Regions from separate parts of the Danio rerio genome. Here region 2 is linked to region 1. A link is a contact called in public Hi-C data. All regions are on one chromosome and are shown on one strand. Each heading gives the region's core, a stretch centred on a gene start, on an enhancer-like site or on the middle of the called end of the contact. The rest is flanking DNA. Distances are from core to core; before and after follow the strand shown.

Evidence for each region. A called contact is a pair of places that touch in the nucleus more often than the background predicts.
Region 2: a Hi-C map of an unstated tissue shows a contact between it and region 1, with 3 times the contacts expected there. The contact joins the enhancer-like site here to the promoter of gigyf1a in region 1. A contact is called at or near these places in 3 of 18 Hi-C or Micro-C datasets (caudal fin, hematopoietic stem cells and an unstated tissue) and 1 of 4 datasets of contacts at active chromatin or transcription factors (caudal fin).

Annotation. Positions count from the first base shown.
Region 1 is chr7:20,827,572-20,833,675 of GRCz12tu, forward strand. It overlaps gigyf1a (GRB10 interacting GYF protein 1a), which reads left to right and starts at 1,489. Exons shown (of 27, transcript XM_073908366.1): 1 at 1,489-1,715.
Region 2 is chr7:20,871,552-20,878,276 of GRCz12tu, forward strand. gigyf1a (GRB10 interacting GYF protein 1a) reads left to right here. Exons shown (of 27, transcript XM_073908366.1): 21 at 49-221; 22 at 314-474; 23 at 857-1,020; 24 at 1,109-1,156; 25 at 1,258-1,402; 26 at 4,235-6,725. The coding sequence ends at 4,302. Among named protein-coding and RNA genes, the nearest start is that of wrap53, 10 kb to the right of the region's middle. Within about 2 kb of position 4,055, at least 3 of the 62 cell types and tissues checked have an H3K27ac peak or open chromatin away from gene starts, as enhancers often do.

The DNA of each region.
Region 1 (6,104 bases), core at 239-2,738:
TTCTGTGGTTATCGAGTTCTATGTTATTTTGATATATTAAAGGCTATGCGTTTCACCTAATCAAATTTCAGTTTGTTGAACATAAACATTTTATTTTAAAGCATACATAAACATACAGATATTTTACTATTCCCATTCCTATTATTTACTCTTTACTATTGTGATATCATGGTAATATTATATAGTATATTTCAGTTCACTTTAAATGCCTTGAAAAAAAATGGAGAGAAAAATATATACGTAATCCCCCAAACTGTTAAAAATATAATTTCCATCACAGAATGTAAAACAATAGGCAATGTAATGAACGTGTGTATGCAGTTTCATAAAAAATACAACCAGCAAGACTGAGATTGTGAAACGGAAGAGTTTACTGGGTAAAACTTTTTTTTTTTTTGCAAAAAACAGTTCACAAGTTTGTAGCAATATTTGTTTACTATCCAAAATATGAATTACATTGTCAATGAAAAAGAGATATGAGAGCGAAAAAGAGAAGAAGAAAAAAACAAATAAAGAACATGATATAAACTTGAGGGTAAGACATTTAAGAATCAATAACAGTACATACACTAAAGTCATTACAAAATGAAATAGTTCTGTTTGCGTTCTTATTTTTATATAATGAATTTAAATGTATATAATGACTAAACTCTTGCAATTACTGGGTAACACTTTACAATAACAGTACATGAATACTGACAAATTAATACGTAAACTAAACATTACCGTAATTATGAATTAATGATCAGTAAAGGTATGCGCTTATTTATAGCTTAAAGAAAAATCACCAAAAGAGACATTCCCTAAACAAGTGAGCAACAGACTCAGAAGAAGTCTCACAAAAAAAGCGAGACACGTCAACGTCATTTTTGTAAAAATTGTTTAACTGGATGAAACCCATGCATAATTTTAAAAGACATTTCTTTAATTTTATTTGTTAAAACATTTCTGAGGGAGTGACCAAACATACGACCATTTAATATCATCAAAAAAGTTGTTTCAATAAGAAATAGAAGAAGGATTTGAGATGACAAGACCTGATTTTATGATTGTTTTTTTTTGTGGAGAAACAAATGGATCCATCAACAGTAAAATCAGGACTATAGTGACATACAGAAATAAATAAATTAATAATATTTCTAAAAAGCATACAAATCCCATGAGATGGCCTTGCAAACAATATTAAATTATTTTTTGGATATGGGCAGAGTAGCATATATCTTACAGTAAAATTAAAAATACAGACAGAATAAGTAAAAAAATACCATTACTGTCAAATAACTGGTTCACTAATATCGCCACATTACTGAACCAGTTATTAAAGAATAAAGATTTCCTCTTATCATTAGGCAATGCTAGTAGGGATATTCCTTCGTTGTCTTTTATTTTGTACAAGTGCATGTCCAGAAGTCTTGTCAAGCTTCCGCTAGGCGTCGCTCTCTTCACGCCCCTCTGAAAGAAACTCGACACTGATCACGTGGTATGACCGAGTAGGACGGCCATCTTCCCTAAAACACAAACAACAAGAGCGTACTAGACATCAACACGCAACGACCATTGGAGAGGGAGATAGAGCGCTAAAACAGTCAAAACGGAACACGATTCTCGAGGAGGAGCACAGAACACCAACAGCTGCACATGCATCCGAAGTGAAGACCGTAGAGTTCGACTGGGCGACTGGACAGTACAACCGCATCGACAGCTCCAGAAAGACGGTCAGCAACTGTGTGTGTGTGCGCGGTCTCTCCTTGAATGTCTGAAGCTTTAATGGCAGATGGGTGTTGCATTAAGTTTCATGCAAACTTGGGAGGGGAAGGGCAGCGTGTGTGTGCGAGCAGCAAACGCATCTCAGTGTATTAGGAGCTTGAAGTGCTTTAAGTGCTCGGTTCGGTTGACTTAGCATTAATGGTGTTGTTTGAAGTTGAAGGGGGTTTGTATGTTTGGTAAGGCAGCTGTGGCCGTGGGTTGAAGGCCACGGGAAGCAGCGGAGTGGAGTTTGGAGGGGCGCCGCGTGCACATGCAGGGGGAGTGTGCTGGCCATGCACGCGCATGCACACTCCCCCCTCCCTGTGCACGCGACGCCCCTCCAAATTCCACCAATCAGTCGAATAAACGACACTAACCTGCTTTGGTCGCCGTTTTCGTTGAACGAGATGGATATGAAGCACCAACATATCACCAGTGACAAAACATGCGCCTTTTAGCGTACTTTTAGTTCAAAGACACGTCGAGTTTAAACGGGCTAATAATTACTGGTACGTAGTTATTAGCTGATCGAGTCGTTTATTTGAGTCGGATGTTTTCAAAGAGTCGATTTAGCCAATTCACGAGTCGAACTGAACTCGTCAACAACTCACAGAATCGAGAACTGGCAGATTGGTGTTTTATCTAGAATTTAATGCAACTGTGGAAAGAATTGAGGAATTAAGAAAAGTGATGAATGATGTGTTCAAAACCTTCTGGAAAGTTCATCATTTGTATTCAGTGTCATTTTCTCACATTACATTCAGGTAGCCTTATTCTACATGAGTGTGCATTGAATTTATGTTTGCTTTCGTGCTACTTTTTTATATTGTGTCTCTGGTCTGAGGAATAATCACAGTTATCACGATTATTATGCATTCATTAATTTTAAAACCCTACTAGCCAGTGGTGTAAAGTAACTAATTATAAATACTCAAACTACTGTAATCGAGTAGTTTTTCTCAGAAATCGTAATTTACTAAGTAGTTTTATTGATAGTTCAAAATCTTTACACGAATTGACCCAGAGACTGGTTAGATGCACTGTATGATGACCGAAATGGCCTTTAACACCCAGCAGGCAAAGGATGTCAACATGGTGTCAGTTTGACGTTGTATCCCAACTTCTTGAACGTTGCATTTTATTTTGAAATGAAAGTCAGGTTGAGAATGTTACAGCTTGAAGTTGTGTGGACGTTACCACTATCACGTCTATCAGACGTTGGATTTTGGTTGCCTTACCAGATGTATAAATGTCAGTATTTGACGTCAATATGACAGTTGATGACTTTATAACAACCTAAAATCAACCAAGTATCAACGTCATTTGACATCATTATTGGACATCAAAATAACATCTTTAGATGCATTGATTTTTTTTGTCACCTGACGTCATGACCTAACTCTAACCTAATATTAACATCTTTTGGCGTTGTGTGCCTGCTGGGCAATAACGGAATGCACTACAGAATGTTACGTGTACACACATCCACAAATGACATGTAAACACATTAGCTTTTTAAAGCGTGACACTTACTACTCGCTACTCTTGAGTACTTTTGAAAGCTCTACATTTTACGCATACTTTGAGTAATATTTACAACAGATACTTTTACTCCTCCTTTCAAGTTTAGGCAGGTAATGGTACTTGAGTATGATTTTTCAGTACTCTTTCCATCACTGCTACTAGCTTAGAAAATCTCATGAAAACTAATATTTCACTGTTATTTATGTGTGCTCAGTAATTAAATAATACAGCACAAAATATCAAAATTATAATATTAAAATGATCAAAACAGGCCATAATAAGTAAAAATAAGAAAAAAATAGTATTTTCAAATGCAAATCTAAGCTACATATTAGCCAAGTATTTCCCTTTTAAAGAGAACAAATGTAGTCAAAGGTTGCTGAATCTCTGTCTGAAGAGCACTTTTGATCAACAATATTATGAACTTGTTTGGTATTTTCATTTTGTGTTTTTTTTTTCTCTTTCGAGTACAAATGTGTATATTCCATACAAAAGCATGAGCTGAATTGACGAATTAAAGCGCAATTAACTCCACAAGACGAGATAAGACATGAAATTGGGTTCACGAGGAAGAGACAAGATTTGTACAAAATTAAGAAATCTTAAATTAAAATCTTTTGTTTAACTAAAAAAAGAAATCACAAAACTATTTTGATGTATTTATAAAATAAACTTTTAATGGATGTTAATATACTTCTATTTTAATGAATTCTAGGCAGTAAAGGACATGAAAACACTGCAAAATATTTTGCAGTTAGCCCATGTGGATGAAAAATGGTCATTTTATATATAATTTTGAATACTAGCAAAATATTTGCCAGTATATGAATGGAGACTAGATTTTTATTCAACTGAAAAACACAGATTGCAAAACAAGTGTTCAAATCAAGATCACGATTCTTTCTCATAATTCTGTAAATGTAAAAATAAAGGTTAGGATTATTAGCCTATCATTATTATTGTTAATTCTCAAACGAATGGTAAAACAACAATAATAATAATAGGTCTATGTGTAGATCTACTGTTGCTTAAAATGCTAAATTTTGTATTATGGTGGACTTGAACAGACTTTCTAATATGTCCCGTTTGTTATTTCACAGTAAAATGATGACATCAGAATATAACCATTCATAATTATAAAATGGAATTATTATGTTTGAGACATGTGCTTGTCATCTGTCATTGAGAACATTATTAGACCATTATATTTCAATTATATATAGGCTAGGGTTTTTATACTGACACAGTAAGCATTTATTTTCAGGCACAACACTGTGTTCGCTATGAAACAAAAAACCTATCAAATGCTTGTATTAATCATACCTCTAAAATGCGATATGATCATTTAAATGATGTGCGCACAGGTTTTACTTTCACACACACATGCAAATCAAACCTTCCGCACGGCCCTCAAACCATTGCTTTGTGCAACAAACTGAATGTTATTTACAACATGATTACCTGTTATTCATAGCATATGCAGGTTGTGTTCACTAAAGCAGTAAACAAACAGTGCGTCAGCTTACGTGCAATTTCGTGACCGTGAATACATCATTACATGAAGACAGAAATGACATTTTGGGTGTATTATACCTTATAAATACAGTATGTGACACTTTTAATGCCATTTGAAGGTACCAGTGTTGCTGTGAAGACTTTTGTGGCCGCCTTTTCTTCTCTCCCAACCTTGAAAATATAATTGGCTAAATCGTAGAAAAAGCTGAATTGGGATCGTGTGTAGGGTCGAATCGAGATTGTGATCTTTTTTCCAGTATAGGAAAAAACTCTTAGCATTTTGCAATGCGGGTGTATGTAGTCCTTCACTCACTCGATAGGTGCAGAGAATAGTGTCAAACAGCCGTGTGTGTGTGCACTATCCTGTCACAAAATGTGGCCTAAGTCTACATGACTGTAGTAGTTTGATTGCGGTGTCTGTCCTGCACTTCAATAATGTGACTAAATCGGCATACTCTACATGTCTTTATTTGATTTCTAAGTATGACTTTAATTGGATTAAATAAATAATAAATCACTGTTTACATGGTAGACTCTTAATCAGGGTATTGTTTTAATTGCATTAAAAAGATTATTACAGATTATTAGTAATCATACTCGTTGATGATTATCAGCACATGAAACTCTGTTACAGACGGCTTGGTGTTGACATTAAAAATATGTTTCTGAAATAGTTTTGAAGCTTTAACATCCCTTCAGAGTTAAACAGGTGTCATCAGTTGTTCCTGAGTTGACATACATTCTCATGTAGTACTTTGTTTAAGAGCCCAACTCCCCCAGTGAATACTATTTATTCTCACTGGTTTGTTCTGTTGCTTGGATATCTCTGTTGCTATGACATCTGTGGGTGCTTTTGATTAAACCCCAGGGATGTTTCATTTACAACTCCTGTTTTCCTGTTTGCAATAACTCTTGTAGTTGTGCTGTGCAGATGTCAATAGTCTAGAAAGATTAATCCTATATCAAGCTGCAAAAACCTGCACAGTTGCCCTTTCCAAAATGTAGTGTTTTATTGGCAAACCTTAGGTGAACTTTGCCACGAAAGAACAATCTCTGAGAGTAAGATAATACCGTGTGTTTCCTAAGGTACGGCCTATTTTGGTTTGTTTGTGGTCTTGTTTCTCAAAGTCGGTGTGAAACGGAAGTTGCAATAGTCTTTTCTTCCCTATTGTGATGTATATCTGAGTGAAATGGCTTCTTGGACAGGATAAAACAAAGGGCAGGACCTGTTTTGTCCATCCGGAATAGAATGCGTTAGTGTTTGCCAACTTTTTTAGTTTCCGAATGTATTTTTTTTTGATTGATTTTCTTTATTGATG
Region 2 (6,725 bases), core at 2,805-5,304, 47 kb after region 1:
TCCTGCAAAAAGGAAAAAAACATTTATTATGAATGTCCCGCTCTGCAGTGGAGCGATGCCTCTTCACTGTGGGGCGCAGCTGGATCTTTGGATGGAAAGGTGGGAAGCAGTGGCAGCTCCTCTGGAGGAGGAATGGGCGTCTGGGATGAGGCCCTCAAGAACCAGAGTGCTCTTCGTAACAACATGGGCCTGAAGAACAGCCGCAGCAGCCCTTCGCTCAGGTAAACCCAAAACCACATGCCAAGAGATGACTAGAATAGGGTTTTCAGTGGCTCATGCCAGAGCTGAACGGCTTATGTGTGTGTTTCTTCAGCGAACAGTACATGATGAGGGGCCGTAAACGCACTGAGGAGGAGGATCGGCTGCTGAAGCTCCTGCAGGGGATGAAGTCTCAGGACGGCTTCACCACCTGGTGTGAACAGATGCTGCATGCGCTCAACACCTCCGCCAATAACTCGTCCTCCTCCCAGGATGGTAAGATGTCTCACTTTCAGGGTTTACACGCATCAGGCCTTCTCTCCTTACGGTTGCTTTGTAATAAAGGGATCTGCCTCTTTTTTTTTTATTTTTTTCTTTTCTCTCAGGAGGATCTCATGATTTTTACATAAACGTAACCATTTAGAAGTAATACACTTCATATGAACCGTCTCATGTAAACACACCATTTGAAAAGACATGGCGGATTGTAGACTCTGAAGTTAACACCCACATGTGTGATTGGCTAATAGATTAGTATATTATAGATCAAGGACAGAAAAAGTTTTTGCACAGCGTCTTGTCTTTATTGTTTCTGCTTAGACCATGTTTGCCTCTGTCAGAATGCGCTGAAATGTGTTTTGTGTGTTTGTGTTCTCAGTGCCCATCATTGTGGCATACCTGAAGGATTTGGAGTCCCCGTATGAGGTGTTGAACTTTATCTGCTCCTACCTGGGCGACACTGTCGAAGCCAAAGAATTCGCCAGACAGTTCCTGGAGCGCCGTGCCAAACAGAAAGCTAACCACCAGAGACAGCAGCAGCAGGTGTGTGTGTGTGACAGGAAGACGCAAACTCTTTACTGTGTAGTGTTTTCCTACTAGAAATGACTCATTGCTTGCTTTTCCCTTATAGCTCTCCAAAGAGATGGCTGGGCTTAGCATGAACAACTTTCCTCTGCAGGTATGAGAAGAACTCTTCGTTGATTATGGTGTAAATTTCCCACCATGAGCCTATTTGTTATTCATCCAGCTTTTTCTGCTTTTCTTATTCTCACACTCAAGGATTCTGTGCGAGGAATGAACCCCAGTGCCCTGCAGTCTATGTTTCAGGCAGTGCATTCTGGGAAGGGCAGTGGTGTCTATGATCAGGCAGCAAAGCTGAAGAAGAAACAGCCCACGATGCTGCACTCTGACCCTAGCATCTTAGGTAATTTTGCTTAATTTCTTGTGTATATGACCATAGTAGTGTGATTCATAGACAAATGACTGCTGTGAGCTGGTTCTTTCTAGTAAATCAAAATCACCATGTAGCATAATCAATATATTCCTTAACAGATGACTCTAATGATCTGGTTTAATTTAGCAGAGCAAACAAATACTGATGTGCATCTGAATATGATTACTTTCGTTCTATGTGATATGAGAATATATAAAAGAATACACTACCTGACAAAAGTCTTATCGCCTATCTAAGTTTTAGGAACAACAAATAGTAACTTGACTTCTAGATGATCATTTGGTATCAGAAGTGGCTTATATAAAATGTAAAGGCCTCTAGATGACGCTTATTTTACCCAAAATAAAAATGGTCATACCATGAAAGTCTTGTCACTTAACAGAAATAATGTACAGTATAGAATATAAAGTCATGGTGCAGTGGAAAAAGAATGAATATTGTGTATTACTCCTATGATCTCGGACGACTGCATCCATACATCTCTCCATTGACTCTAATTATTTATTAATATGGTCATCTGGAATGGCAAAGAAATCGTTTTTGCAGGATTCCCAGAGTTCATCAAGATTCTTTGGATTCATATTCAATGCTTCCTCCATCTTAACCCAGACATGCTCAATAATGTTCATTTCTGGTGACTGAGCTGGCCATTCCTGGAGCACCTTGACCTTCTTTGCTTTGAGGAATGTGGAGGCTGAAGTATGAGGAGCGCTATCTGGCTGAAGAATTTGGCCTCTCCTGTGGTTTGTAATGTAATGGCAGGCTGTTGATGTTGCCATCCACTCTGCAGGTCTCTCACACGCCCTCATACTGAATGTAACCCCAAACCATGTTTTTTTCTTCATCAAACTTGACAGATTTTCATGCTGATTCCAATAGGTCTTCTGCAGTATTTGTGATGATTAGGATGCAGTTTAACAGATGATTCATAGGAAAAATCTACATTCTGCCACCTTTCCAAATGATCAGCTAGAAGTCAAGTTATTATTTGTTTGTCTTACAACTGGGATCAACAACAAAACTTTTGCCAGGTAGTGTAGATTAGCCAAGAATCACAGTATGTGCAAATTCAAAGAACAGCAGGCAAAAAGTTTCACCCAAAAGAGGCATTAATGATATAGCAAAATGATACGTGATGTATTTTGAGCTGAAACCTCACAGAAACGGGAAGCTTTTTCTACTTATTGTGCCTGTGTTTTTACATGACTTCAGAAAACTGGTTTTAAAATGGAAGTTTTTGAAAATGCTGTTTTTTGTGTCCGTGTAAATTCCTGAAAAAAGAAATCTTTGAAAGAGATGACATCTTGTGCAAGCATGGTAGCTCTTAAGGGGAGTGTAGATTAAATGCAAACGTAAGCAAACACACACAACAACGGCAGAGTATGCGGTAGTGTTGTTGCTCAAGAGTTTCATCAGCAAAATGTGGATTTATTTCACATAAGAAGCAAAACTGGAGATGCATCTTAAACGCACAAAGAAAATTATACATCAGCACAAGTGCCAAACTTCCAGCAGCATGCAGATAGTTTACAGACAAGGTGACTGAGCAAAGTACTAGCTTGCATGTGTTTTCAGCTGTTTTTGCAGATATGTGCAAATGCTGATTGTTTTTGGTGCATTGTCATGTAGACTTGACAATTTTTCATAATGCAAGGGAAAAACATTGGCTTTATCATTTCTTGTAAACGTTGCCTTAGCCCATGTTTCTCAAAATAAAATATTTTGGCTGTGTCCGAAATCACCTACTACTCAGTAGGAACTACATTTGAATTTTACTACTCGACCAATAAAAAAAAGTATGTTCTATACAGTATGAATGCGAGTAGTATGAATGAAGTTCGGTCGTACTACATCCGCTATTTTATTATGATCACTTTAAACACCCGCTTCACTCCCATTCATGATTTCTTTCATGGTGCATCATGGGATTAAATAGCATCCGTCAGATGCTCACTTCAGAATCTCGCCAGAAGTAGTAGGTCATTCTCGCATGCTGTTAATCGATTTTTATGAATTTGTACATACTACTTGGCTTGCATACTTTTTTTAGCGTTCTATATAGCATGGAAGTTTGCAATTTTGAATGCAGACATTGTGTCCAAAGCGGAAAAAGTTCTTGTTTTTTACCCAGACATTTAAAAAGAATATATTTCAGAGCAGTAATCACAATATCTTGAAACTGTGATATTTGAATCAGAGTTTCATGAAGTTTTGTGCGTTTCTTTTTTTTGTTTGTCAACTTTAACTGCAGTTTGGCACTTTTATTTTTAGTCTGGAACATTTCATGCATGCCCCCTTGACGAATGAGATATTGGAAGCACGTATGAACCCCACAGGGGAAAAAAAGAGCATTTCACGGTGTGTGTGTGTGTGTGTGTGTGTCTGTGGTCCTTTACTGACCCGGTGGGTGCAGAGAATAGTGTCAAACAGCCGTGTGTGTATGGAATATCCTGCTACAAAATGCAGTAAAAATTTTACACGACAGTCAAATTTTGATTGCAATGTTTACATGTCTGTATTGGACTTCAATAATGTGACTAAAAGTGGCATAATCCACGTCTTAATTCCATTTCTGTTAAGTTCGATTATGACAGAAACTGATTAAATCAAACTAAAATCGCTGTTTACATGGCAGACTCTTAATCAGAGTATTGTCGTTATTGAATTATTAATAGAATAAATTGGTCTCCATGTAAACGTACTCAGTATGAGCAGGGCTTTAGGAGCATGATTGGAGCTCTTAAATGATTATCACCAGCTACTGTATTAAAAATGTCTTCGTCTTTCTCTGTCTGTGTTTAGGGTACTCATTCCATGGTGGCCCTGATCGGTATGGTCTGAACGAGATGGAGATGGTGGAGGATTACTGAATCCACAGCAATAGCTACACGAGGCCTTTAATCCCGCGGGTCCACCTAATCAGACTCCGCAAGTCGAATGTGCACTGCTTAGAGGGGGAGGGACTGGGCATAAGCCAGGCGTAAGGTATCAGTTCAGGGGTGGGTGGGTTTTTGCGCTGGGAATAGAAGAATGTAATTCAACAGGGAAGGGAACAGGTGTGAATTTATTTTTGTGTGTGTGTATGTGTGTGTGTGTGTGTGTTTGGGGGACGGGGGGTGATAAAGTTCTGGCACTTACAGCATTAAGCACCTTACACTCAGACTAATGCACTTTATTAAGATGTAATTTGAATAGTTTTTTTGTTTCCTTTTTTTTCTTCTCCGAGAAGATTTCTTGTGTATATTTATGTGGTATGGCTTCAGAAATATTACCACATACATATACTGTGTGTGTGTGTGTGTGTGTGTGTGTGTGTGTGTGTGTGTGTGTGTTGAATCAGAACTGGAGTTTGTACTGGGAGTAAAACGGTGGCGACTGGGGGACCATTGCGTGTTTCAGTTCAGACATTATCAGAAAAACAAATCCTCTCTTTAAAGACAAACACTGTTGTTTTTTTTATATACATAAATATATATATAAAGTTTATATGAAAAAACGTAAAGCTATTATAAAAAACAAAACCTTTGATTATAAAACTTGAAGATTTGCACTTACATAAAATGCAAGTTAAAAATATAAAAAAAAAATGTGTTAGATATGATAGAGATGAATATTTTTGTGATCGTGTGCCTGTGTGTGCGTGAACGCGTCTATACGCGCATGTTTGTTCGAGAAAGACGAGTGTGTGCGTTTAAAAACATACCAGTCTGCACAATGTATTTTTTTTTAAATCGCTTACTTGGACGTGTGATCAAAAGAGGCCATTTTTGTCATTCTGAGTGAATTGTTTTGTTTTCTTTATGTATTTTATAAGGCGAGTGTGTGAATGCTTACGTACAGGAGGAACTGTGTGTATTACTCCTCTTGTAAATGTGCAGTATGTGAGCGAATGAATGAATGAAAGAAAGGAAGGCAGAGAGAGAGGGGGGCAACGGCACAACACATCCTCTTTCACCAGCCCTTCATTCCCCAACAAAGAAAGACCTCTAGATTCAAACACAAAAGCTTTAGCCCATTTTTACGCCAACCAGCACTCTTAGTTTTTGTGGCGGGAGGGAGCGCAAGAGATGTCTTTCCCTGCCCTCCGCTGCCTCATCTTTGCCTCTGTGAGGTTTAAGAACATTAGCATCATCGTTTTTGTTTGTGTGATGTTGAAGAGAATTGAATCTTCTATACTTTTAGGAAATGGTTACTTGTGGTACGAGTGTGTGTGTGTGTGTGTGTGTGTGTGTAAGTATGTGTGTGTTTTTTCTGTCCCCACATGTGTGCCTAAGAACTAAAGGGCGAATGATTTGACTTCATTGCTGCCATTGAGACATTATTTTTTAGAAAAAGGGGCGTGGTTTTTGCAAGACTCCGCCCCTACATGCCTCCCATGCTTACGAACCAAGAGCCTATTTCTGTACAGTTCTATTGTAGCCTGGGGATGCTTGGATGAAAGAAATGTTTGATATTTGGAGGATGTGACCTAACATTGCCTTTCTGTCCACTCTCTTGCTCTCGAGTGACTGAGGTTCTATTTCTGGCTGAAAAAAAACAAACAAACAAACAAAAAAAAAAAACGATCGCAACAAACTGTGCAAGTGCACTCAGCGGTGCACACAAAATGTTTGTATATTTTGTTACTCGTTCATTGTCAATGACAATGATGGTGATTTATTTTTTTCTTTTAATGTTATATATGATTATATATGAATATAAACAAAGTATTGGACTACAAGGAAGAGCACTTGGGGCTGCTACTTTTTTGTTTGTTTTGAAAAACTTTCCCTGGAATTATTATTATTATTTTTTATTTTTTATGTTGCCACCATGTGAAGTGCATTTGTGTACTTATTTTTTTTTCCTTCTTAAAGCGTTGAATGTATTCCAAATATGTAATGGTATAAATGGAGTTGCTCAACACAGGATATAAATGCGTAATCAGCAGGAGGACATCAACGTAAAGTCGTTCTTGATGGAAATATGTTCGCAAAAACACACTGCCTCTACAATCCTGTTCATACAGACTTGGACTATGAAAATAAGAACTTAAAAGAGATATTCTATTCCATACTGGAGTTTTGGTTGTTTACAGACTGCACAGACATTTGTGGGTGCTTTATTTTTTTTTTTCTCCCCCTTTTATTTTTGTGGTGATTGAATATTTTGTAGGGGACTTAAAAGGCATGACGTCAAACCCTTCCTTTGCATGTGGATATGAGCGCAGCCTATGTATCTTGCTGACTGAAACAAACTTGGATCGCTGGAACACAAGTAACGGAATTACATCAAAGATTTTTTCATGTACCTT